2 separate regions of the Mus musculus genome follow, and region 1 is linked to region 2. A link is a contact called in public Hi-C data. All regions are on one chromosome and are shown on one strand. The core of a region is the stretch at or near the end of the contact, and the rest is flanking DNA. Distances in the headings are between cores, read along the strand shown. Region 1 overlaps Gm41950 (a long non-coding RNA gene). Region 2 has its middle 28 kb from the start of Dars.

Evidence for each region. Hi-C and Micro-C count contacts between places; a contact is called where the count stands out from the background.
Region 1: a contact with region 2 is called in a Hi-C map of granulocyte-monocyte progenitors, with 4 times the contacts expected there. The contact joins two enhancer-like sites. A contact is called at or near these places in 1 of 15 datasets of contacts at CTCF or cohesin (CD8 T cells), 4 of 484 Hi-C or Micro-C datasets (the Ba/F3 cell line, Th1 cells, granulocyte-monocyte progenitors and 1 more), 2 of 115 datasets of contacts at active chromatin or transcription factors (bone marrow-derived macrophages and embryonic stem cells) and 1 of 9 other capture datasets (embryonic stem cells).

What each region holds. Positions count from the first base shown.
Region 1 is chr1:128,545,204-128,550,899 of GRCm38.p6, reverse strand. Gm41950 (a long non-coding RNA gene) reads right to left here. Exons shown (of 3, transcript XR_878510.1): 3 at 1,494-1,611. Among named protein-coding and RNA genes, the nearest start is that of Gm41950, 5.7 kb to the right of the region's middle. Within about 2 kb of position 2,484, at least 105 of the 459 cell types and tissues checked have an H3K27ac peak or open chromatin away from gene starts, as enhancers often do. A contact at or near this core is called in the Ba/F3 cell line, CD8 T cells, Th1 cells and 2 more, where this site is marked.
Region 2 is chr1:128,442,830-128,448,861 of GRCm38.p6, reverse strand. No RefSeq gene overlaps it. Among named protein-coding and RNA genes, the nearest start is that of Dars, 28 kb to the right of the region's middle. Within about 2 kb of position 1,466, at least 66 of the 459 cell types and tissues checked have an H3K27ac peak or open chromatin away from gene starts, as enhancers often do. A contact at or near this core is called in the Ba/F3 cell line, CD8 T cells, Th1 cells and 2 more, where this site is marked.

The DNA.
Region 1 (5,696 bases), core at 1,235-3,734, 100 kb before region 2:
AAGAACACGATCTGTAGCTGAGGATAACCTTGAACTCCTGAGCCTCCCAGCATGCCCTGCCATGCCAACCAGCTAATTCTCTTGCAGCTCACTCCCCGTTCTCAACAAAAGATGGTTATAAATACCAAAGTGTGATCACCCAGATCCCTGACCACCTCCTGCCTGGTGAGGGACTCCTTTTGGTGCTGTCTACCATGGTGAAACACAGCCAAAAGAGCCCTGGCAGAACCAAGCTGACACCAAAGAGACCTCACCAGAACCAAGCAGATACACATGAACCCCTGAAACAATGAGATGCATAAACTTTGTCTACTATAAAGCTAGTTTTTTTGGGGGGGCGGGGGGAGAAGAGTTTATTCGTTTTATAGCTTGTAGCCCATCATCCAGAGATATGAGGACAGAACCTTGAGATAGGAACGGAGGCAGAGGCCATAAGGGAATGCTGCTTTCTGACTTTCTCCTCATGGCCATAAAGCTAGTTGGACTCTAACACTTCACCATAAGAACAAACATCATGGTTGAGTACATCTTCCCTAATTCCGGGATTGATACCTGGGGCCAATGTCTGCAACCAGTGAGGTGGCTCGTAGGGTTAAGGAACTTGCTCCCGAAGCCGGGTAACCTGTGTTCAATCCCAGAACCCACCAGGTAGAAGAAGAGCGCTAACCGCTGTAAATTGTTCTCTGGCCTGTATGTGAGCTCTGTGGCACATGGATGCCTACATGCACACCACAGATATACCTATATACATACATACAAACTGTAACTTAAAGAAAAACACATCAAACCCTAGCTGCAATGCATGTCCCTTGGTTATAAGGAAGGCTGGGGAGGGGGAGAGGAAGGTCTAGGAATCAACTCAGGATTCTCACAGATTAAGATAAGAGAGGATTTAAATGTGTGTGGGGGTGACAGGCGAGAGTCTCATCGCAAACTGAGAATGCAGTGGCTAGCAATTGATAGTGACAGGGGAGATAGAGAAGTCACACAAGGAATGAACTCTGGGAGTCCAGTTCTGAACGCTGGAACAGCACAGAGTCTGTGGCAGGCTTTGCACTTAGCTCTAGCACACAAGGATTAAGCCGTGGCTGGAAGGCATATTGTTTAAGGGACAGAAAAGTAGGTCTAGGGGTAGATGGCTCAGTCAGGGAAGTGCTCTCCTGGCAAGCTTGAGGAACCTATGTTAAAAAAAAAAAAAAAAAGCCAGTTGTGATGGTCGTGGCTTAAAGTGAGAGTACGAGGAAGCAGGGACAGGCAGATCCCTGGGGCTCATGGGTACGCACAGCCAGGCTACTTAAGTTCCAGGCCAGTGAGAAATGTGGTCTTAAAAACCACAGTAGACACACTGTCTGCCGGTCTCTGTCTGTCTCTCTGACTGTCTGTCTGTCTATCTGTCTCTCTCTCTCTCTCTCTCTCTCTCTCTCTCTCTCTCTCTCTCTCTCTCTCTCTCTCTCACACACACACACACACACACACACACGGGGTTGGGGGAGAATGAGGTTTATTTAGCTTGAAATCTGGAATGCTAGACATCCAAGATTGGGCAGTTCCATTGGTTCAGCCTCTGGTGAGAGTCTCCTCAGACTGGATCACATCATAGTGAGTGACATCCTGGCAAGAAAGAGAGAATACGTGTGAATATATGATGAAACAGGAGGCCAGGAAGCCACTGGGGGGTCAGGTTTGTGCTGTCCTAAGAGCCTGCCCTCGGGGCAGCAAACCCCGATACTCTAAACATCTCTTCACAGACCTTTAACTCCACCACACTGAGAACCAAGTTCCATAAACCTTGCTTGGACTAAGCATATCCAAACCACACCAAACACTTTTGTCTCTATTGCTCTTTCTTTCCCTTTAGTGCAAAGTATATAAAATATCATCACAGCATTCTTGTCTATAGTTCAGTAGATGAGCATAGGATAGGGTTTCTAGAACTTTCTCATCTTGAAAATCTGAAGTGCCACACTCTTTAAACAATGACTCACCCTTTTTCTCTTCTCCTCGGTCCCTGGAAACCACCTTCTACTTTCTGTTTCTGTGAATTTGACTGCTTCACGTAGCTCACATAAGCAGCTTCACACACTGTTATGGTTAAAACCACACACACACACACACACACACACACACACACAATGGAGATGTGACTGCAGGGAGACAGGGCCACAGAGAGAAAGTTGGGCTCTCCATGTGATTTTTACAGTGTTAGCAAGGTAGAAGACTACAGTTCTAACAGTTCATCAGCCCACTACAAATGACACTCTAAATGACAACAGTGAGCTTAATGCATACACATGCCTCCAAGCTAAGTCCTTCAGCTACCACTGCTCTAACAAATGGCCACTTCTCAACACCTGATGCTACAAACTCTGGAGCCTCTGTGGAGGAGGTGTAACTCAACCCCTGGAAGTTCCAGACTATGGTCCCGGTCAAGTGCAAGTTGTGTCTTCCTCTAAACACCAGCAAACACAGCTTTCTATAAAGGGGTAGTTAAAAAATAGGAACTTAAAAAAATGCTTTGTGTATATGTGCTCATGTGTGTCAGTGCAAGAATATGCATGCCATGCTGCACGTGTGGAAGCCAGAGGACACCCTTGGGTATAGGTCTTTGCCGTCTACCTGGCTCCAGTGAGGATGCCCCTGTTCTTGTCCATCACTGGGAACACCACAGAGCTGGTTTCTGAGTCTCTGGCAGTTCTCCCCCTCCCCATAGGAGCACTGAGACAATCAACGCACACTGCCACATCTGTTTGTATGTGAGTTCTGGGGGTCCAGGCTCAGGTCCTCACAGTTGTGTGGCAAGTACTTTACCACTGAACCATCTCCCTGGTGCCCCCCCCCCCCGACACAAAACTCTTAAACTCACATGCTGTTCCAACAAAAACAGAAGACTCCAATCATGAAGGCATCTCTCTTTAAAAAAGAAAAATTGTTTTCCATGTTATGTGTGTGTATGTGCTATGTGTACCTGCTCTGTGCACCACACACATACAAGTACCTGCAGAGAGTGTGGGATCCTCTGGAGCGGGAGTTATGGGCAGCTCTGAGATGCTTGTGGTTTGTTTTTTGGATGATTTTTTTTTCTTGAGACACGAACCCCAGTGCTCTTCAGGTAAGTTCTTAATTGTTGGGCCACCTCTCCATCATAGTTCGTCTCTTTTAGCTTGGGAGTTTGAGGAAGGTCAGGATCTCACATAGCCCAGGCTGACCTCAAACTCACTAAATAACTGAAAATGACCTTGAACTCCTGGTCTTCCTGCCTACACCTCCAGAGTACGGAATCACAAGTCCATAGTGCCATTTGTGGGTTATTGTGATACCAGAGATCAAACCCAGGGCCTCATGCATGAGAGGCAAACTCTACCAGCTCAGGCACATCCCTATCCCTCAAATCCTCTTTTAAGGTGAGAGGAATTCTCTTTTTCCAGACTTGTCCAAAGAAAAGGCACTTTTGACAGAAGAGCCCTTTTCCTGACCGCTTGCTTCGCAAAGAACAAAAGATAGAAAGAGATCTTTGTGAAACATTGTGTCCAGGCCTTGCTGCTGATGTTTAACCCATACTTCCTGCGTGTAAAGCCAGCGACTCTGTGAGCACCTCCAACTTGAGTGCAAAGAGAGCCTGTACTCCCTGCAGGGCCCTAATCTTAGGAAGATCTGAGTAAGGAAAGAAAGGGAAAGGGGGCCAAGGTGCTTTCACGCTCATTAGCATTTTCAATTTCCTTTTCCAGCCCTCTTCCTGCTCCCTTCCTCTCACCACAATGAGCTAATTCTTCCTGATCGATGGTGGCTTGTAGATAACCGGCTGGGCTTTCTTGTTCTCATATTCTCCTGTCCATCACACAATGCGTTCCAAATGCAGCTTAGATGGAAGATGGCTGAACCTGAGCATCTTAAATATCCACAGAGCATGTTTCTCTTTCAAGCTGCTTCTTCCTTCAGCTTTCATAAAGGGAGAAGAAACCCTGGCTTCCTCGACCTTATTCTTTAGAGTCACAAAAGGGATACATGAACCATGTGGATGCTGGAGAAATAGTTCAGTTGTTAAAATGAATTGTCCCACAGGCATGAAAACCTAATTTCTGTCATCAGCATCCACATAAGAAGTGTGTGTGTGTGTCTGTGTGTGTGTCTGTGTGTGTGTGTGTGTGTGTGTTGTTGGGGGTGTGTGTGTGTGTGTGTGTGTGTGTGTGTGTGTGTGTGTGTGTGTGTGTCTGTATATGCTTGTAATCCCAGAACAGAAGAAGCTGAGATATGAGGGTCTCTGGGCTCAGGGAGCAGGAAGAGTATGCAAATACAGTAAACTCCAGGTCCAGTGAGGAAACTCTATCTCAAAAGCTAGGTGAAGGGAGCCAGAAAGACAAGTGAGCACTTCATCGTGCTTGATGCTCTTCCGGAAGACCTGAGTTCAGTTCTCAGCACCCACACTGCATGGCTCACAACTCCTGTAACTCCAGCTCCAGGGCTCTGACACCCTCTTCTGGCCTCTTCTGTCTTTCCTTTTACAAAAACATCTGAATCCTCTCTTTAGAGTGATCTTGCATTATTTTGCTGACAAGGCCACAATGGTCACCTATGCCCTCTTCTGGCCTTTTCTGGTTTCTGAACTTATGTGTGCATATCCCCACACACAGATACATACATATACACAATTGAAAATAAAATAAGTCTTAAAAAGGGGCAGAGAACAAAGAGACAGTCATCAGGCCTCTGCATGTACAAACACACAAGAATGCATACAATTAAACACACATACACACACACATTAATTAAATGAAAGAAATAACAAAATCTAAAGAATGTGAACCTTTGGGGCCATGTATGGGCCCATCCTTGTCATGCTGACAGCTCCGAAGACTTTCACAACACGTACCATGGGTGATCAAACTCTAAGCACATCTTTGTTTTTCCTAAATAGCTGCATTATCCGTCTAATGCTAGAGACAGCATCTGCTCTGTGTGTAATTTCCACACTCACTTGGCACCATCAACTGCCTTTGATGACACCAGGGCTGGTGCTTTGTGGTCCCCCCCCCCTTTCCAGCTGCAAGACCCAGATGTCAGGTTCCGGAATGCGTTTTCTCTGGCAGGGGAATATGGCTGGCTTCTTTCTACAGTCCCCACGTAGGTGGCTATTGTGGGCCTGCCAGCAAAATAATGCAAGATCACTCCAAAGACAGGATTCAGATGTTTTTGTAAAAAGGAAAAACAGAGTCCAAATGGGGGGGGGAGATGGGGGGAGGGGAATGGCGAGCAGCACACATTTCTTACGCCTTTAATTATAAGCCAGGCGTGCGGAGCCGAGCAAATTGTGGGGCTCTTCATTCAACATTCAACTGTTGCTGGTTGGGTTTTTTGTTATTGCTTTCTTTTCTTTTCTCTTCTTTTCTTCTCTTTTCTTTTCTTTTCTTTTCTCTTCTTTTCTTTTCTTTCTTTCTTTTTTTTATGGCAGTTTGAGTTTGGGTTATTTATGTATTTATTTTTAAATCTCTCTATTCTGCATCTAAAATCAGCAGCTGGGGGGGGGGATGAAGGGTCTGTTTAAATGAATCACACCTACAAGATAGGATCAGGCCTGATGTGGAATATGCAGCTAAGAGAACAGAAAGGAGGGGAGGAGAGAAGGAGAAAGAGAGGGATCGATAAAGTGCATCAGGGGCAGCTTTTGGGTCGCCTAGATGTTGGGGGGGGTGAGCTCTACC
Region 2 (6,032 bases), core at 217-2,716:
ATGGGCTCAGGTTAGTTGATTCTATAGGTTTCCTCATGGTGTCTTTGACCTCTCTGGCTCCTTAAATTCTTTGTCCCCTTCTTCTTCCACAGAATTTTCCAAGCTCTACCTAATGTTTGGCTGTGGGTCTCTGCATCTGTTTCAATCAGTTGCTGGGTGAAGCCTCTCAAATGACAGTTATGCAGGCACTTTTCTGGAAATATAGCAGATTATTATTAATAGTGTCAGGGATGGGCTTTGTCTTGTGGCATGGATCTCAAGATGGGTAAGTCACTGGTTGGCTGTCCCCTCCATTTCTGCTCCATCTTTACTCCAGCACATCTTGTTGACAGAAGAAAGTGTGGGTCTAAGGTTTTGTGGCTGGGTTGGAGTCCCAATCCCTCCATTGGAAGTCTTTTCTAGTCACAGGAGATGGCCATTTCAGGCTCCATATCCCCTATTGCTAAGAGTCTTAACTAGGATCACCTTCACAGAGTCCTTCAAGTTTCCATTGACTTAGGTTTCTAGCTTGTCCTAGAAATGCCCTCCCCCCACAATTTCCAGTTCTCCCCTCTCTCCACAGCCTGTCCACTGAATCCCTCCTACTCCCCTCCCCAGCCCTTCTCCTACCCAGGTCCCTCCCTCCATTCACACCCTCCATGTCTATTCTATTTCCCCTTCTTAGTGAGATTCAATCTTCTCCCCTTGTTAGTTTCTTTGAATCTGTGGATTATAGCATGGTTATACTATGCTTTATGGCTACTATCTACTTATAAGCAAGTATATACCATATGTGTCTTTCTGAGTCTGGGTTGCCTCACTCCACATGATCTTTTCCAGTTCCATCTATTTGCCTGAAAATTTCATCATGTCATCATTTTTAATAGCTGAATAGTATTCCATTGTGTAAATGCACCTTCTTTATCCATTCTTCAGTTGAGGGACAAAGTCTGTTTTTTAAAAGTAAGCTGGGAGTAGAGGAAACTATTTGGTATTGCCCTCCATTTGCACTTACACATGCATGCACGTATGTACCTATTCATACCCACACAACACATTCTCCTAAGGTCAGATGGCATTGATAACAGCAGCCCACACTTCCTATATACAGACATTTGACCTTGAAGATGGACCAGCCACCAGCTGCCCTTGGGATGCTTTGTGGTGTCCCTTACTACTTGGGCAAGAGATCTGTTACTCAACTTCACTCTGCACTCATTGTAAAATCAAAGGCAGAAGGAACTTCAAACCACAGGCCCAACTTTCTAGCCAGCTCTGCAGACCTTCTCAAGAATTCCAAGTTAGAACATGCTCCTCTGCTCGCTCTGTGGCCCAGAACTATAAATGTAGAACAAGGGAGACAGAACTATCCATCTCCTTAAACCACTTCTTCCTCAAGAGCTTCACACTAGATCTGACTCGGCCTTGGAAAGGGAGGTGCACAGGCTGCTGCTGGCAGTTGGTGGCAGTACAGAGGAAGTGACAAAGAGAAACTTGGGGTTGGTGGCGACAGCAGAAGTGGTAGAAGGTAGCCCGTGATGCGAGAGGATGTCCTATGTGTCATACCCCGCTGCTAAAGGCACCTTGTTCACCACACCTTTTATCTGGAATCCCTTCAAGAGATAGACAGAGCAGGCTGTAAAGATGGTGCCACTGTTAAGAGCATATACTGTCTTCCAGATGACCCCAGCTGGGTTCCCAGAACTCATGGAGGGACTCCAGCTCCAGGCCTCCAATCTCCAATACCTTCTGACCTTCAGATACCTTCTCTCTCTCTCTCTCTCTCTCTCTCTCTCTCTCTTTCTCACACACACACACACACACACACACAGAGAGAGAGAGAGAGAGAGAGAGAGAGAGAGAGAGAGTTTAAAAAATAAAACAGAATCTTTTTTTAAAAAGAGAGCAAAGGGCTGAGGCTGCAGCTCAGTTGGTTAGTTGGGAGAGTACCTGCCTAGCACTCAGAAAGCTGTGGGTTCTCCCCCAGTGCTGCATAACACCAGGCATTGAGTACACAGCTGTAACTCCAGAGGTAGGGTCATCCTCAGCTATATCTAAGTCCCAGGTCAGCCTGGGCTAACATGAAACCCTGTCTCCAAGTAAGAAAGAGAAAAGGTAAAGAGGCAAGTCAGAGCTGTGGATTTACAAGAAACTGGAGACTTAACAAACTTAGGTTGGTAAAGATACACACAAAGGACTCTAGACCAGCACAGGAATACTTGCTTAGCCACGTGAATAATAGCTTCATTGCTTTCAATAGACAGGAAATGTAACCAGCCTAGATGTTCATCAACAGATGAATGGCTAAAGAAAATGCAGTATGTGTAGATAATAGAGTTTTATGCAGTTGTAAAGAAAAAAACTAAATCGTGGCATTTTTGGGAAGATGGTGTAGCTATTATTGTTAGATCTCGGAAACCGGTTTACTCTGCTGGCCAAGTCAAGCATGTTCTTCCCTCTTGTGGCTTTCTCCTTTATATCTACAGCAAAAATCTCCATACTTAAGGGGTCATGTCCTCTGCCTTCCACTTCATTTTTTCATTCAATTGTATTAAGTGAAATCATCCAGACAATTGTCAGAAAGGCAAATACTGTGTTTTAAAGTTATGTATGTGTTTGAGCATGTGTGTGTGAGTGTGTGTGTGTGTGTGTGTGTGTGTGTGCAGGTCACAAAGCTAGAAAGGGGATCATGGGAGGGAAGGGAGAGATCTTTAGCATGGTGGGAAATAGAGATGCATGTAATGTGTGGTGTGTAAGCAGAGAGCTTAAGAGGGGACTAGAGAGGAAGGGAGAGAGTTGGATCAGAGCAGCATGAATAGGTAGGCAAAGAGGGAACAAGTGTGAAGTATAATGGATGATATCCATTATTTTGTATGATACCCTAAAATTTTAATTAAGAAATTAAAACTAAAAAAAAAGAAAAAAGAAAAGAAAAGAAATCTGGAGTTAGGAAAGACACTGGGCATTTGGAAGGAGGTGGCATTTGAGAGGATTTGTAAGATTAAAGGATAACCTTTAATCTTACAGCACAGGACAATAGAAGAGGTGCTCCTTGTTGAGAGCTGAGAGCATCCTTGGAGGAAGGAAGGTCAATGGGTAGGGTGGGAAGGAAAAATAGGACAGGCTTCCAGGAAGAGGAAGCAAATATCAGAAGCAATAGCACCTGTTGGACAGGATTTCTGCCATCTCTGAAATTCTTTCTCCTTGAGTCTTCTATAGCCTTTGTGTGATATTGCACGCCTTTAATTCCAGTGCTCAGGAGACAGGAGCAGGTGGATCTCTGTGAGTTCAAGGCCAGCCTGGTCAACAAATCAAGTTCCAGAACAGCCAAGACTGGGGAGGGAGAGGCAGGTGGTTCTCTGCTAAGAGTTCCAGACCACCAAGGGCTATATAGTGGGACTCTAAGAAAAAGAGAAGGAGGGGGAGGAGGAAGAGGAGACAATTAAATGAGAAATTAAAAGCAACTACTTGGAGGGAAAGGAGCCAAAGGTCAACAATTCACTCTGAAAGTCATCTAGGAAGTACCATAAGGATCTGGAGAGATGGCTCAGCACTTAAGAGTGTGTCCTGCTCTTGCAGAAGGCTGGGGGAGTTCAGTTCCCAGCTTCCAGGTCAGACAGCTAACCACCACACGTAAACCTAGTTCCAGGAGATCTGATGCCCTCTTCCTGCCTCTATGGGAATGTACATTCATGTGTACATAGCCACACAGACACACTCAGACACGATTTAAAATGTTTTGAGTAAATAATTTTTAAATGATGGGATAAAGGAAGGAAGAACAGATATTTACATGTTCACAACAGAATCCATTAACTGGGTATAGGGAAATTCCCTGCCTAACTTTTCCTGTGTGATTGATTTTTTTTTTTTCCTCACGAAAAAGGGGTATGGGTGTTCTTTGGTAGGTCCTGAGATCTTGATCAAGTTTTTATTTAATTTTCTTGGACTTAGCCTTACTCAACTACAAAAGAAAAAAGAAAAAAAAAAGAGGTGTTGAAATAGTTAATTGTGCCAAGGTCCCTCCAGCCTCCAAATTCTCTTACTCTCTCTTCTGTGGCAGGGAAGATAATGGTGACCACCACAGAGTCATCTAAGCCACCATGGCTTAGATCTGCTCTGAGAGGTAGTTCATCTTCCTTACAGCGTGTCAGGGATGAGCTAAAGTGGACCAGGGCAGAGTGACAGCGCCGGCTGTGGCTCCAGAGCAGGTGCCGGGCAGCCAGACTGAACTGTGTTTTGAAAGCAGCCACCTGTTACTGTGATTGTGTGTCTGTTTTTCCTGGCTTATGGGATTTCACTCCAGCTGTTGTTCTCAGACAGGGGTTCATTTCCTCTAAGAACCACCCAGTTCACATATCCGAAACTTAGAGCTTGTGTATAGACTGAGTCAGCTCTGCAAGTCTCCAGAATCAACCAAGCTGCCAGGGACCCTAAAGTCACTCAGAGGTTTGAATGACAGGTTTCAAGGGAACATTGGCAGTCGTGTCTTTCAAGGTGTCTGTTACAGATAATCAGCTTTTGAATTTTGGCTTCAGAAACAAAGAGCCATGTGGCTCAGCTACACAGACTGGGGTCTATGGACATTCCTGTCCAAGTTCTTTCTAATTTTTCTGTGTACTTGATTTTTTTTTTTTTTAAATAAAATGGAGACGTGTTTCTCCATAGGTTCTGTGATTCTGAGCCTGTTTTTATTTAACTACCTCCATTAACAGAGCTAGATCATGATGGCTTGGTTCCTGCTTTTTCCCTGTTACAAGAACATCATGTAGAGGCGTGGATGGAAATTTTGATGAGTCATGCTTGGCGTTTTGCTAAGACTTGCTTTTTTTTTTGGGTTAGGTTGGCTTGATTTTTCTCATGGTTGGCTTTTTGCTGATCAACAGTTTGGTAGGGTTTGTTAATCCATCCATGATTTAGTGTTTGGCTGAGTCATGATTAGACTTTTTTCTGAGTTTTTGTTTGTTTGTTTGTTTGTTTGTTTGTTTTTTGAGACAGCATTTCTCTGTGTAGCCCTGGCTGTCCTAAGACTTTGTCTTTATAGTACAGAGTTTTACTTATTTATGTATGTTTTTTGAGACAGGTCTCTCTATGTGGCCCAGGCTGTCCTGGAATTTTCTCTATAAATCAAGCTGGCCTTGGACTCAAAGATCTACCTGCCTCTGGAATTAAAGGCATATACCACTGTGCCTGGAACTCACTTTGTAGACCAGGCTGGCCTCAAACTCAGAAATCCACCTGCCTCTGCCTCCCAAGTGCTGGGATTAAAGGCATGTGCCACCACTACCCAGCTAGCATATTCTTGCATAAAGAAAAATAATAATAAAAGAAGTTTTATAAACTGTATAAATATAAGGTCATTTCTTTAAAAGGAGAGGAGTTGAAGAGATAGCTCGGTTAGTATAGTGTCACCTAGTATGCTTGAGGCTCTGGTTGTGGCAGTGTACACCTAAAATCCCAACATTTGCAAGGTGGTGACAGGAAGATCAGAAGTTTAAGGTCATCCTCGGCTACATAGTGAGTTCCAGGCTGGGATGTGTGAGACTCTGAAATCCATCATGTACATAGGAGGAATAGCACCATAGGTTTAGAGGTGTGCTGTTTCAAGTTTTCTTCTTTTTTTTTTAAGACTTATTTATTACTGTCTTATGTGTATGGGTGGTTTGTCTGCATGGATATCTGTGCACCACATGTGTGCAGTAACCATAGAGGCCAGAAATCCACTGACCCTCTGGAACTAGAGTTACAGATGATTATGAACCAGGCTGGGGCTTGAACCCAGATCCTCTGTTGAGCCATCTCTCTAGCTCCAACATTTATTTTCTTTTCAATTTTGTATATTTGTGAGTAGGCATGTATTTATGGATGCTTGTGTGTATGCCTGTTTGTATGTGTATGTCTGTGTGTAAGAGTGTATGTGTTTGTGTGTGTGGTTTTGTGTATGTGTGTGTGTCTTTGTATTTGTATGTGTGTGTGTAGAGTGTGCCCCTATGCTCCAACTTGGGAAGTTGTTTCTTTCTACTATGAGAATCACAGGTATCAAACTCAGATCA